Linked DNA regions of Mus musculus: regions 1 and 3 are each linked to region 2. The links are chromatin contacts, called in public HiChIP or PLAC-seq maps. All regions are on one chromosome and are shown on one strand. The core of a region is the stretch at or near the end of the contact, and the rest is flanking DNA. Distances in the headings are between cores, read along the strand shown. Region 1 has its middle 42 kb from the start of Mir1895. Region 2 overlaps Gm26691 (a long non-coding RNA gene). Region 3 has its middle 63 kb from the start of Mir1895.

Region 1 (4,502 bases), core at 475-2,974, 410 kb after region 2:
TGAATTAGGGAAAAGCTGAAAGAAGCTTAGGAGGAGGGCAATCGTATAGGAAGAAAAACAGTCTCGACTAACCTGGACCCCCAAGATTGCTCAGACACTGAGCCACCAACCAGGCAGCATATACCTGCTGATATGAGGCTTCTCCCCCAAGACACTTACAGCAGAGGTCTGCCACGTCTTGACTCAGTAAGAGAAGATACACATAACCCTTAGGAGACTTGAGGTCCAAGGGAGTCAGGAAGTCTGGTGGGATAGGGGTGGGGACATCCTCTTGGAAATGGGGGTGGGGGTTGAGGGATGGGGGTAAGGGATGGAATGTGGAATAGGCAGAGGGTGGACCAGGAGTGGGAAAAAGACTGGACTGTAAAATATATATATATATATATATATATATATGTGTGTGTGTGTGTGTGTGTGTGTGTAGCTCCAAAAAATAAAAAATAAAAGTCAATCCCTTTATATTATAAATAATTAAATATGATGATAGGATCTTAAGTTTGTGAAATAGCATATAATCTGTAAATATCAATGATAGCATTTTGTCTAGGCTCTGCCCCACAGTTACCTGGCAACAGGTGTGCCTGACTCAGTATAAGAGGGTCTGCTTGCCTCTCCTCTTTCTCTTGCCTTCTCTCTCTCTCTCTCTCTCTCTCTCTCTCTCTCTCTCTCTCCCTCCCTCCCTCCCTTTCTCTGTCTCTACTGTCCTCTCAACTCCCTTCCCCATACCCCGAATAAACTCTATTCTATACTATACCATCTTGTGGCTAGTCCATCTGGGGACACAGATATCTCACCATGGGCTCTTGGAAGCACCCCTTTCCCCCACACCTCCACCAAACATATTCTTTCTCTTTATATCATTTTATAAAACACACCAGTTCACATTTCATGTTTCCTTCTTGCTCCATGGAAATCACGTGAACAGAAAGCTTTGATAGAAATCATATTTTAGGACACGGTGCATACATGTGACAGGCACAGTATTAACTTGCATTAACCCTCTAAGTTTTCAAGTGAGTCCAGTGATGAGAGCCTCTCCTGGGGGCCTGCATTGTTCTGAAGTTAAAACTGATCTAAGGTTGTATAACTGCTTGCCACTATAGCAGAAATTGACATAAAGTTCTGTCTGACACCAAACTTCAAACTCCTGGCTTTGTGTCACATGATTTCCCATGTCTTTTCTTTGGTTGAATCTATGAAGTCACAGATTCCTCCCTGAGACAATACCTGGCTGTAATATTTTGAGCCATTCATGATTAGGAGCTTCATCAACTATTTCATTGATCTGAAGCTACCGCTGTATACACAAAATGTTAAAACGATAATCAGTTTAGCGAAGAATTAATTTGTACACGTATGGTTAATGAAAGGCATTTCTAACTAATTGTTCTTGAATGCATTAGTCTTGACTCGCCTGGGATGGGTCTCAAGCGATTCCTTCTCATCGTCCTGTTTTCTTCCCTTGTGTTGCTGTAGAGCCTACCCATCATCCTTGCACATTCTGATTGATGAGCAAGCTGTCATTTCCAGGAGAGTCTTTCCACCCTGGCAGGCGTGCTCTTCTGAGGCTCTCACAGTTGTTCTGAGTTTTGTGGGAGACTTAACAGATTCCCTACCTGCAGACATCTCATTTTCCCCCGCTGATAGCACTGCCCCTTGTTTACTGTAAATCCTTGTTATCTCACTTTAGTCCTCTGCTTTCTCATTCCTTCTTAGTCATTCTGCCTTCCTTCTGCAGACGCTCCCATCCCCCTCTGCGCTGCTGTGCTTTCTTACTTGGGATCCTTACTCTCAGCTGAATCCACTTGTTTATTTGCATTTATATGCAGAGCCTACGAGTTTTCTTTGCATCCACTCTCGGTTGTCTTCACCATTTTGTCAAAGAGGACCGCCTTCTGGGTAACACCACCAGCAACACATTTCTCCCCTGGGAAACATGACAAAACCTTTTTTTCCCAGTGTTTCCTGCACTTTCCCTTTAAAGCATGTCTCTGCTGAAGCAGCTAAGTGGCTGCACAACATAATCCTGTCTAAAGCTAGCAGAAATGCTATTTCAGAGCATTTGTATTTAACCCTTTACTGTCCTTTTTTTGGTGCAGATTTTAGTGGCCCACAAGTAATCCGTCAGTGAATTTTCATTCAACACCTCTCATGCAAGCAATTAATATCTATGAGAGTCTTTAGATTTTGCACTAAATATTTTCTTTGTTGTTTTGTTGTGCTTTGGGATCCTGTTTTCTTCTTCCAGGACATCTGTAATGGAATGTACATTTCTTCCCGCATACTGGGTTGGTTTGAAAATATGGACGAAAGACACTGGCAAGGAGGGGGTATTTATTGTTCTTTCCATGTGCAATTTGTTTTGGTCTCTCAGCATCTCTCTAGACAGGAACATGCTTCTCATTCATTATTGCTACTCTCCTTGAGTCTGGAATGATGTCCTTCCCTTTGTGTCATTTTCCAAATTCAGACTAATCCTTTATTTACCTCTCAAAATCCAGCTTGCATGCCTTGATGAGTCTATTCAATTATTAATCCATGTATTTAGCAACCTTGAGGACTGGATGCTGGGAGGTTGCTTCACCACTGGGATACATTTATTATAACCCCTTCCTCTTATTTTCTTGGTCAGTTTTAAAACAGTCTTGCCAGGTTACCCAGGCTACAGTTGAATCCCAACCAGGCCTTGAACTTGTGAACCAGCTGCCTCAGCCCCTTGAAAAAAGTGAGTATCACTACTAAAGACTCTTCAGATCACAAAGTGATTGTAGCATCAGTTTCCACTAACTGATGTGGATGTTGAGCAATTAGATGCAGTTGTTGGCTTTAAGGCACTGAGACTTAGAGTTAAAGCTACCATCAAAAGACAGGAAGAAATTGGGTGTTATAAGACCTGTTATAGAATCAGGTGTAAAACTCAGAGAGGTCCCATTTTAAAGAAGACAATTGGTTTTATGGAAACTGTCTGCCCATAGACTGACCAAAGAATGGATGGGGCTGTAGTTGTGCAGACAAGTCATCCTGAAGAGGCATTATTTCATGAATAGGCAGGTTTTAAATTCTCCATAGCTAGTACTTACAGTGAGAGAATAATGTCCTGGTTATCATCAACTTAATGCAAAGTGGGTCAACTGGGTAGAAGGAATCCTTCATTGAAAAAGTATCTCCATCAGATTGTCCTGTAGGCATGTTTATCATGTCTTTTCTTGATTAGTTGATATGAGACTATCCAGCCTACTGTTGTCAGTGCCATCTATGGATAGGTAGGTCTGCAATGTATGACAAGGGTCAATGAACATGAGCTTGGAAAACAAACCAGTAAGCAGTGTTCTTCAGTGGCCTCTGCTTCAATTTGTGCCTCTAAGTTTCTGCCTTGAACTCCTACCATGGCTTCCCTTCATGAGAGACTGTAGACCTTAAGCCAAATAAATCCTTTACTCTAAATTTCTTTGCTTATATTGTTTATCATAGCAATAGAAAAAAAAAACCCATGACAACTAGTATGCACTTAGAGAACTCTAAAGATCTCAGTGGTTCATTTTCTATGTCAGTGTGGCCACAGAAGATTATACCCTGAAGCGTGAACAAATTAGTTGCATCATTAGACATATCACTTTGATGGCAGTGGTCCCACTGAAAGAATAAGATAGAATATACAGATAACAAAGAGATAAAGGCCAGGCAGTGGTGGCGCACACCTTTAATGACAGCACTTGGGAGGCAGAGGCAGGTGAATTGCTGAGGTCGAGGCCAGCCTGGTCTACAAACTGAGTTCCAGGACAGCCAGGGCTATACCGAGAAACCCCGTCTCGAAACAACAACAACAACAACAACAAACAACAACAACAAACATCAACAACAACAACAACAAACAAAAACCAAAAACCAAAAACAAAACAACCCAAAGAGATAGAAAGAACATAAGAAGCTGACTGCAACAATAGTGATGTGCGAAGTTCAGACTGGTAAAAACTTGTCAGGGTGCTGGGATTGGGAATGAAGAAAAAGACAGCCCTTGCGATCTCCAGGTCATGCCTTGGTGATTTTGTCATAAGTAAAGAATAGGTCCTAAGGTAAAACAGAAAGGGGAGAGAGTTAGCTCACTCACTTGGGGTTGAGTTTCTTTACCAAATGCAAGGAGAACTTTCAGAAACAAGCTCTGGACCAATAACATGGATTAGAGCATCACTACAAAGTAGGTGTCACTGCTACCATGGAAATGGTTCAGGATGCTTAGTAGTTGTTGATGACAGGGACAGTAGAGCAAAAAATCTAAGATATGATTTTAAAAACAACCATTTGGAATAAAGGGCATGGTAGGCTTTTCAATAGTCACTGACAGAGGTCTTATCAGTGATTTGTCATATCCCAAGGTTAGAGGCATCTTATGTTTTCAATCTTACAAATGAAGACACTTTAGTGTATAGAGGTAAACTTACATTGAACACCACCAACCAGTAAAAATGAGAATAATATCCAAAACCTTTTATTCTTTCCCTATC
Region 2 (4,278 bases), core at 854-3,353:
TCTCCTGTTTCTCATATGTCCTTGTCTCTGATCAATAATCTATACTAATTATTCCTGTGAGACATGAATGTTTTAAATTAATGAAGTCACTGTTTTTTTTTTTCATTGAGCCTATATTGATTTGAGGTTCAAATTCCACTATCTTTAGGAATTCTTTTTGGTAATTGCTCCTTGATAGTAGAATGTTTCTTGACTCTAGAAAGAATAAAACATTTTCAAGACATATGATTGGGTTTGCCTTGTCGCTTTTGAATAAAGTAGTTACAAGCTTAATTTCCTTTGCATTTTCATGTTGGTGAGTATAAATGAACTAATTTCATAGTAGAAGATATCAAGGTTTCAAGGTATTATGTAATTTGTCTATGGTAATATTTATAGAAAATGAAAAAGTCCAGACACACCCTAAGTAACATTACTTTTGAAACACACGATTCAAATTACAATATTTAATAAATCCAATTTTTTATGGGTGAAGCACTATTTTGGCAATGCCTTTGGCGATAGAGCTTTCGACTCCCTTTCCACAACTGGGTATTTTTAGTTAATAAATTTCAGCACAAATTGGAAATAAGACAAGACGACCTACCTTCTGCATCAGTTTCTTACAGTCACTAACTTACTAGAAGGTCGGAGCTTCTTTTTGAAAATAGAAAATGTTGTTATATTGGAAAAACCGCCAATCTAATCACCAAATACAGCTGTTCACGTTTCCGTGAGATGTGATGAGAATGAAGCTTGAACATTTGCACTTGACAGCACACATTTTCAGAGCAATTGGATGCGCTGAGGAGCGCTGTGAGGAGCAAGCACCAAATGGAGGTGGGCTAAAAGATCTTGGAATCTTGTTCTGGGGTCTGGGGTCTCAGATGCAGCACCCACCAGCAACACAGAGAGAGTTTTAGCAGCTGCATTGTTTTAACCCAGCCCTTAAAGCAGGAAGCCAAACCTCCTTTCTTCACCCTTAACCACGTGGCTGAAAACTGTGTGACTCATGCGCTTAATCTCTTGGTCAGGTATTATTCTTCTAGGAATTCTTAGGAGGAGGCCTTCAGTAGTGTAGGTTCCTTTGGGTTCTGACCTCCTTGGGGTTAAATGACCTTTTCAGGGGGGTCACAGATCAGATATAGTGCCTATTAGGTGTTTACATTACAACTCATAATAGTAGCAAAACTATAGTTAAGAAGTAGCAACAAAATATTTTTATGGTTGGGGGGGGGGTCACCACAACATGAGCAACTGTATTAAAGGGTTGTAGCATTAGGAATGTTGAGAGCCATTCATCTAGCAGCTCTGTTCAGTTAGGAGAGTAGCTTGTGGATACTGTCCTCAGTAGGATTGAGATCTTGGGGTGATATCTAAAGTACCAACGAGATAATTAAAGTGTTAAGATAGATCCAAGATTATAATTCGTTGAAAAAAAAGATTATTTGGGGACCAGTGTACAAAGGGTCTATTAAATACGAGGAAAGGTTTAAATTAAAACTTGATTTTGGATGGTGGCTGCCCAATATTTGAACCAAGGTTGTGACTGAAACTCCATTAGAAAAAAACCCTGCAAAACCAAACAAAAACAAAAACACGAGGCTATAACATTGGAAGTTTTAATTGTGTTGCATTTATGAAATATTTTGAAGAATGCCTATAATTTATAAATTGCTTTTGATACTGGCATTGGGACGTAGAAAAATTTAAGACACCTCCTTAGGGATAGCCAAGGGTGACTTTCCTGTAAGGTTTGAAACGAGGGGAAAACGCTGCAGTTCTCCACATTTCCAGCAGGGGTCAATATGTTTTCATCATTCCATACGGAGAGCTCCCAGGAAGCAGCCGCAGTGTTGATCCTAATTGGAGCAGACGCAGGGATCTTCTATAATCCTCTGACATCCTTTTCAAATAATAATTCTTAGGTGGGTGGTGGGCTGGTGGCTGCAATGCCAGTGCGAGGCTTCTCCACAATGAAGCCTAACCATTGTCAATTATTTTTGATGTATGCTAGCTTAACTTAAGTCTCCATCTGACTGGCGTTTCCAACCCACAGAAGGGTATTCCTCCTTCTAATTATGGAGACACAGTGCCCAGGATGGTCAGAACCAGTGTGCTATTTTGGCTTAATGTGCTCTCCAAAACGCGTTCCCTCTTCCCGGGCCTCCTGTGCTCTTTCCACTCAGCACAAAGACAAGCATGTGCTTTCAGTCAAGTATCTTAGGAATGGTTTACTTATAGCCTTAATTGCTGAGGCCATTTGACTTTAACTCATTACATGCCGGTCCGTGGAAGCAATTAGAGACACCCTGAGTACATATGATTATAGTTGCGTAAATACATCTCCCAACACTTTGGTAATCACTATTAAATCTCCCTTGTCTATCCACTTTCTAATAAATTGTTTAGGGGCTCTGCTAGCTGTGGTGTGTGTTAAGGGAACACATTGTCACCCTTTGTGTGCATTTTAAAGACTCTTGGTTGCCTTGAGCCTCAAATTGTCAATCGGAAGGCGTTCTTTGAGAAAAGAAAAAAGAAAGAAAGAAAAAAACCTCCCCTCCCCCACAACCACCATCTACACACACACACACACACACACACACACACACACACACACACACACACACACAGCACGTTCAATTTTTACTCTTCTTGGCCCTGGATACAGCCCTTTCTGGTGATCAGGGGAGTGAATGTCTCCATGTAGAGACATTTGCAGAAATCTGATTCTGGAGAGCCAGGAGTGTTGAGCAAGAATATATTACCAGGCCACCGGGAAGACTGTTAACTGCTTATGTGCTGTGCTTGCGTGAAGGGCGAGCTGCTCACCTGGCAGTGCGCCTCTCCTGGCCTCAGGCTCAGTGAAAGCTTGGCATTTACCCAGAGGTCTTCACACCTCTCTCTAGGTGGGGGCTGGAGAGTGCTGCTTGGAAGATGAAATACAAGCTGGTCAGAAGGCTATAGGGAATGCAACAGACCAGTGGTATTCAGAACTTGCACTCCCTATGTAAGAAGTCAGGAGAAACTTCCACCTCATGTGGAGGTTGAGCGGCTCCTAAAAGGATTGGGATTTGTTTGTTTGTTTGTTTTTGATTTCTTGTTTGTTGTTGTTTTTCACATATCACACTGGCACGTGCTTTTTAACACACGTGGGTGCGTTTTACACACCTAGAACTGATTTTTCTTTTACCGTCAAAGGTTGCCAATATCCTTTAAAGTTCACTTTGCGATAGTTAAGCAAAGCGGGCACTTTGATAAAATTCTTTGTTGAGGCCGCTCTATCTCCAGTCTTTCAAGTCCAGATTTATGTAAAAGCCAAACGAACAAACAGACAAAATGTAAGAGCAATCCCCAAATTCCAATGTTAATTTCATGGTAGGTCTGACAGACACCTGTTAGGCACACCGAGTCTTCTGGGGAGTTAGGAGAAGCTGAAGAGAGTTCTGTGCCCATGCTTGGCGGATGACAAAGACAGATTAATTTACCATTTTTTTTAAAAGAATATCATTTACATGAGTGTACAAGTACTTCACTGCACAAGAATGCATCTCTTAAAAATAAGCATTTATTTATTTGCTTCCTTAGTGTCTACTACAACACCAGAATCTGCTACCAGTATGGGACTGTATTGATGAATAAAACAGGCTCGGGCTGTATTCCCACGAAGGTTACATGGTGCTTGCTAAAATATACATGCTTTGAAAGTATGTAAGTTCTAAAAAAAAAAAATCCCCAGTATATTTTTATTTCCTCACTTCACACGTTTGCTTCTTCATATTTAAAATGTAGGCTGAGATACTCCTTGCATTCTTTAAAGGTGAAAAAAAAATAGAACTGCAGGGTGAACGACGAAAATTTGGTGGCTGCAGAATTCCTGCAAAGTCTTAGCTGGGAGCAGGGTAGATATGAACTGGTTTACAAATAATTATCAGATTAGGATGCCTTTTAGACAGTCCATTCATTCCTACAATGGAGCAATGTGCCTCTGGAGCAGAAGTCACTGGAGTTCAAGGTTTCCTATCCCTCTGCAGGAGGCTGCAGCAACTCAACATGGAAAGGGCTTGCTCTCACAGCAAGGTTTCAGCAGAGCCAAATGGGCTCTGCCCTTAGAGTCCTGACCTCACCATTTAGGAACAGTGAAAGGAAGCAGCTTCCAAATTACCTTTTAAGACTTGTGTGTAGATTTTAATTCTACCCACCGAGTTTACTGCTAAATATGAAAGCAACCTTAAAAGAGAGTATTTTTTTAAAATTTTGTTTATTCAAATACATCTCCTCAAAGTTCAAAGAAATCTG
Region 3 (4,385 bases), core at 751-3,250, 430 kb after region 2:
CAGAGAAAACAGGTTCTTATGTGCTGTCTAGACATGTGCTGAATGACAGTTGTTACATCTCTGTCAGATTAATTTCTGATATATGTATATATATATATATATATATATATATATATATAGAGAGAGAGATAGATAGATATAGATATATAGAGAGAATTAAATATATATTTGATTCCATAAGACAAATAATTAGAAAAAATAGTCTATAAAAATATATACTTTTAAACAATTACTATTATATATTGAGGTAGTTTACAAAGACAATTTCTTAATGGCCTCATGGCTTCTTCTGATTTCTCTTGGCTATTTCCAACTTAAAGTCCAACCTTAGTAACTGGATGCTTAATCCTCCAACACAACTCGGAGAAGACCAGATAAGGAGCCAGGGTGTGTGGTTGAAAGCTGTCAGGTAGACTGTATTGTGTCAACTGAAGTGTGGAGAAGAGAAATAGGGGAAGGTGGTTACATTCTATTTCTTTGTCCAAAGGTGGAGTGACAAGTTCACAAGGAAACAAATCCCACATTTTCCTAGGTGAGAGATCCCTGTGCCACACCTTGTGCTGGACTGAGCCCATTCTCAGTATATGAAAAGTTGGATGCATGTATGTGTGGATAATAGACTACCTCCACCTTCTCCATTCATACTGATACTGATACTTCTACTGTCCCATTATAATGAGAAAACTTGTTCACCAGCCAGTTCTGGGTTCCCGAATGCCTAGGCATTAAATTGGACTAGTAGTGGTTTAAAACAAAGAAGCAAACAACAGGAAGCAAGAGCCTGGTTCCATACTCCTGGTTCAGCTTAGACCCATTGCTCTTTGCACAGGGCCTTGACAATTAGCTGCGGAAAAGAAGATGCTCACTGGTTAAGGGCTAGGTAACCTGGAAGTGTAATGATCTGCTTTCTCATTCACTCTTCTCTCCAAACAGCTATTCATAGGGAAGTACAAAAAAATGACATAGCACAAGTGCATAGAGTGATGAAATTAGTTTATACAACTGTCTCTCAAATTCACCCGTGCACTAATTTTCATGTGAACAAATTATATAAAGAAGAAGTATACAGATATATTCTCATCTAATAAGGTGGAAATGCTTTTTCCTGTGTATTTCTCTTTCCCCCCTCTTCTTTTACATAAGATGACCAAACAACCATTTCTTAGTGTGAGAACTCTGAGCCTTCTAAATTTCATTTCTGATCTGATCACCCTTCCCCCCCCCCAAACACATCATTAGCCTTAAAATGCAAAATCTTTCTCTGAACTCTAAATAGAAGTTAAAAATAGCATTCCATTCCCCAAAGCTCTAAATCCCACCTTGTTTTTAATCAGCTTTCCAGAGTGACTGTGCAAGGTTACACAGACCCGACTGACTGATTTATGAATATAATTTTTGTTTTAATTGAAACAGCAACATTTAGGTTCCACCTTAACAGTGCACCTTAAAAGATTATCTCGGTTATTTCACAGGCACCGAGCCGGCACTAATAGTCCAAGGCAGATATTGAAAAGCAGCACAGGGCCAGGCAGATCTATTAGAAATTCCCATCCACGCGCCTCATACATATTGATTTCTGACACCAAGCAGCAGTGAAAGCCCCCGTGGGAATAATATATTTAGCAGGGTTCGCTGCGAGGAGGTCACAGAGTGCATACAGATTAGCTTCAGAGGACCAAGGCGCTAGTATTGGAGCCAAATGCTAGATTTTATATCATTTTAATCTGAACTTTTATAATCCTTTTAGTTCTTCTTTCTCTGCACGGCAGAGAGAAGGCTGCTTCACATGTATCGTGCATCTTTTCCTTTATTCTTCCTATAAATGTGCAAATGCTGCTGTAATGGGGAGGAATGTTCCTTCGGCACAGACAGCCCAGCCCCAGTCAGATTTGCTTTTATAAACGGTGGTCAATTCAGATGAAGACATCTTTATTTAAAGATTCCTTTCCAAGGGGGAGGGAGAATCACAAACCAGGATCTCTAGGGCTGAGGCGTGTAAGCATAGAACTCGCTCCCTGATTAAAAGACCGGTCGCTCCCCTCCCCCCTCTCTCTGACACTGGTGCCCTAATTGAGCAGAAGTTTCATTTATACTGTTACAGCTATGGAAACAAAAATCTAAACATTTTTTTAATTACCTTTCCACCGGCGAGGGAGCGCCTGCTTATTATGCAAAGAAGTGTTGTGACTCTATCAAATAAAGGTGTCAGATGAGAGTCAAACATGCAGTTTTGGAGACTGGAGAGAAGCCAGCTATGCCAGAGGAGAGGTGAGAGTGGACACACTTTGACAGAAGGGTGAAATACGTTCAGACAACAAAGGGGACAGGGAGACAGGGAGGTTTCGCACAACATACACAAAGGCCTATTGTCTCCAGAGGCTTAATTTGAATTTTAGGTGTTCTATAAAAAGTTCCCATGATTACTAATATTCAGAAAAAGAAGTAGCTATATTGGCCAAGAGTCTTTTGAATCCGTCTCATTTTTTTCTGGTATCCTAAGCAAGCATAAAAGCTGAGGACAGAAATAAAGGAGAGAGGAAGCACCAGGCTTCATGACTTAGCCTTGGTATAGGAGTAATCACAGCAAGCGAAAGGTACATTTGAGCTGTGCCTTATCAATAAAGGTTTACTTTAGCAAGAAGAAATAATTAAGGTATCCAATTAAGACTGGAATTTCCCTGTCAAAGTATCTAACTAAAACATGCCAAACACATTAATTTTTTTTTGGCCCATTTCCTACGGTATGTGTTTATTTACTTTTATTTTCCAACATGTTCAAGCTGATCACAAACTGAGAGAGAGAGAGAGAGAGAGAGAGAGAGAGAGAGAGAGAGAGAGAGAGAGATTGCATTCAAAGAAGGAGAGCAATGAGCAATACAACTTCAAAGTCAATTTTATACAAACTTGGAAAACTATGAAAGTCTGCTTTTGGCTAATGCCTTTGTCAGAAGTTTTTGCTTCCTGAAAGCCAGATGACTATCAGAGTGGGATCCTAAAATTAAAGTTACAACAAGCACTTACTCTTAGCAACTGGAAAGATAATCCGGAAAGAAGGACCAGGATGCTGGATAACCTATACACTTTTTACTCAGCCCACTCAATCATTCAGATTCAAACAAGTAGAGGCAGAGAATCCAGGGATTTAATGAGACATTTATCTGCAGAAATCTGAGGGAATCTGTACAAGCTGGGCATTCCTACCACCAAAAAGGAGAAGTATGTGTGCCTGTGTATGTGTGTGTGCATGAGTGTGTGTGTGTGTGTGTGTGTGTGTGTGTGTGTGTGTGTACACATGCTAATGGGAGAGTTTGACCAGTGGATGTATCAGCATTAAATCGCACATCTCATTTGACTGTTCCTTGTTTTCCCAAGTAGAAGTTGCCACTTCTATATTTGGCAGCTTTCTGCACACTGTACCAACTTTTACAATAAATTACCGTGAGAGCTTATATTTCTCCTTATGTTCTTGGGCTCAGTGAATTTACTTATGGTTTACAAAAAGAGAAATGGACTTGGGGAGCCTGGAATAACCAAGGACACACTCAGGACTGAGTGAACATCTGGGAAGACTGTCATCCTCCTCTTCTGGACTGATCTCTCTTATCAAAGACCTTGGCTGGAAAGTCCTGCTCGACCCAGGGCAAGGAGAGCTTGACTGTGTTATTATCCACCTTTCCTGATTGTCAACACGTTGCTCTATTTCCTTGTACATAGATGTTAGTCAATAATATCAGTTGGTTTGAATACATTATATGAGATAGAAGTTATACGTATGGGATCGAGACCAAGAAATAATTGGCCAAAAAGCAAATGAAGCAAAGAAAAAAAAAGACAACAACAACAACAACAAAAAAAACCCCAGCAAGTCATTTATTCAGCGGGGCTGTCTTCAAGGCAGCCAACACTCTACTTGATTGCTTCTCTCTGGACTGGCCCCATCAGTGTCTGAGAGACAGTTTGAGATGGATGGAGCTGTTCATTTATTACCTGAAGGGGGAGGGGCACATTTTCCCACTGGAAAACAAGCCCAGGGAAGTGCAAGGCAAGAAAAGTACAAGTATAGATGGTTGGGCTTCTGATTTTGATTGGAGTTCCACTGCCCAGGTGGCAGTTAACAATTCACTTCCCATTATTTCTTTCACCCTAAGCCAACTCCAAGTCTCTGTCATATGATCGCAGGCTGCACCAGCCCTGCTAGCCATCAGTTGGCTGAAAGCCTAACAATTGAATACTACATTTCTTCCAACTTGCAGCTCTGAGATTTTAGTGGAAGTATTGCTCAAAGGAGTTGAAGGTCCTTTTAAATTTCTAACAGCTGGAAAGGAGTCACCTAGCCAACCTGAAACTATAAACCTCTACATGTCCTTCCTGGACCAGGTCAACCA

What was found. HiChIP or PLAC-seq counts read pairs in DNA pulled down with a chosen protein or histone mark.
Region 1: a contact with region 2 is called in an H3K4me3 HiChIP or PLAC-seq map of neural tube, with 4 times the contacts expected there. The contact joins two enhancer-like sites. A contact is called at or near these places in 2 of 115 datasets of contacts at active chromatin or transcription factors (embryonic midbrain and neural tube).
Region 3: a contact with region 2 is called in an H3K4me3 HiChIP or PLAC-seq map of embryonic forebrain, with 4 times the contacts expected there. The contact joins two enhancer-like sites. A contact is called at or near these places in 1 of 39 promoter capture datasets (trophoblast stem cells), 1 of 484 Hi-C or Micro-C datasets (uterus), 5 of 115 datasets of contacts at active chromatin or transcription factors (astrocytes, differentiating embryonic stem cells, embryonic forebrain and 2 more) and 2 of 9 other capture datasets (embryonic tail and embryonic trunk).

Annotation. Positions count from the first base shown.
Region 1 is chr3:134,280,222-134,284,723 of GRCm38.p6, forward strand. No RefSeq gene overlaps it. Among named protein-coding and RNA genes, the nearest start is that of Mir1895, 42 kb to the left of the region's middle. Within about 2 kb of position 1,725, at least 24 of the 459 cell types and tissues checked have an H3K27ac peak or open chromatin away from gene starts, as enhancers often do. A contact at or near this core is called in neural tube, where this site is marked.
Region 2 is chr3:133,874,733-133,879,010 of GRCm38.p6, forward strand. The region is part of intron 2 of Gm26691 (a long non-coding RNA gene); the gene reads right to left. Among named protein-coding and RNA genes, the nearest start is that of Gm30484, 58 kb to the left of the region's middle. Within about 2 kb of position 2,104, at least 68 of the 459 cell types and tissues checked have an H3K27ac peak or open chromatin away from gene starts, as enhancers often do. A contact at or near this core is called in embryonic forebrain and neural tube, where this site is marked.
Region 3 is chr3:134,301,316-134,305,700 of GRCm38.p6, forward strand. No RefSeq gene overlaps it. Among named protein-coding and RNA genes, the nearest start is that of Mir1895, 63 kb to the left of the region's middle. Within about 2 kb of position 2,001, at least 54 of the 459 cell types and tissues checked have an H3K27ac peak or open chromatin away from gene starts, as enhancers often do. A contact at or near this core is called in embryonic forebrain and neural tube, where this site is marked.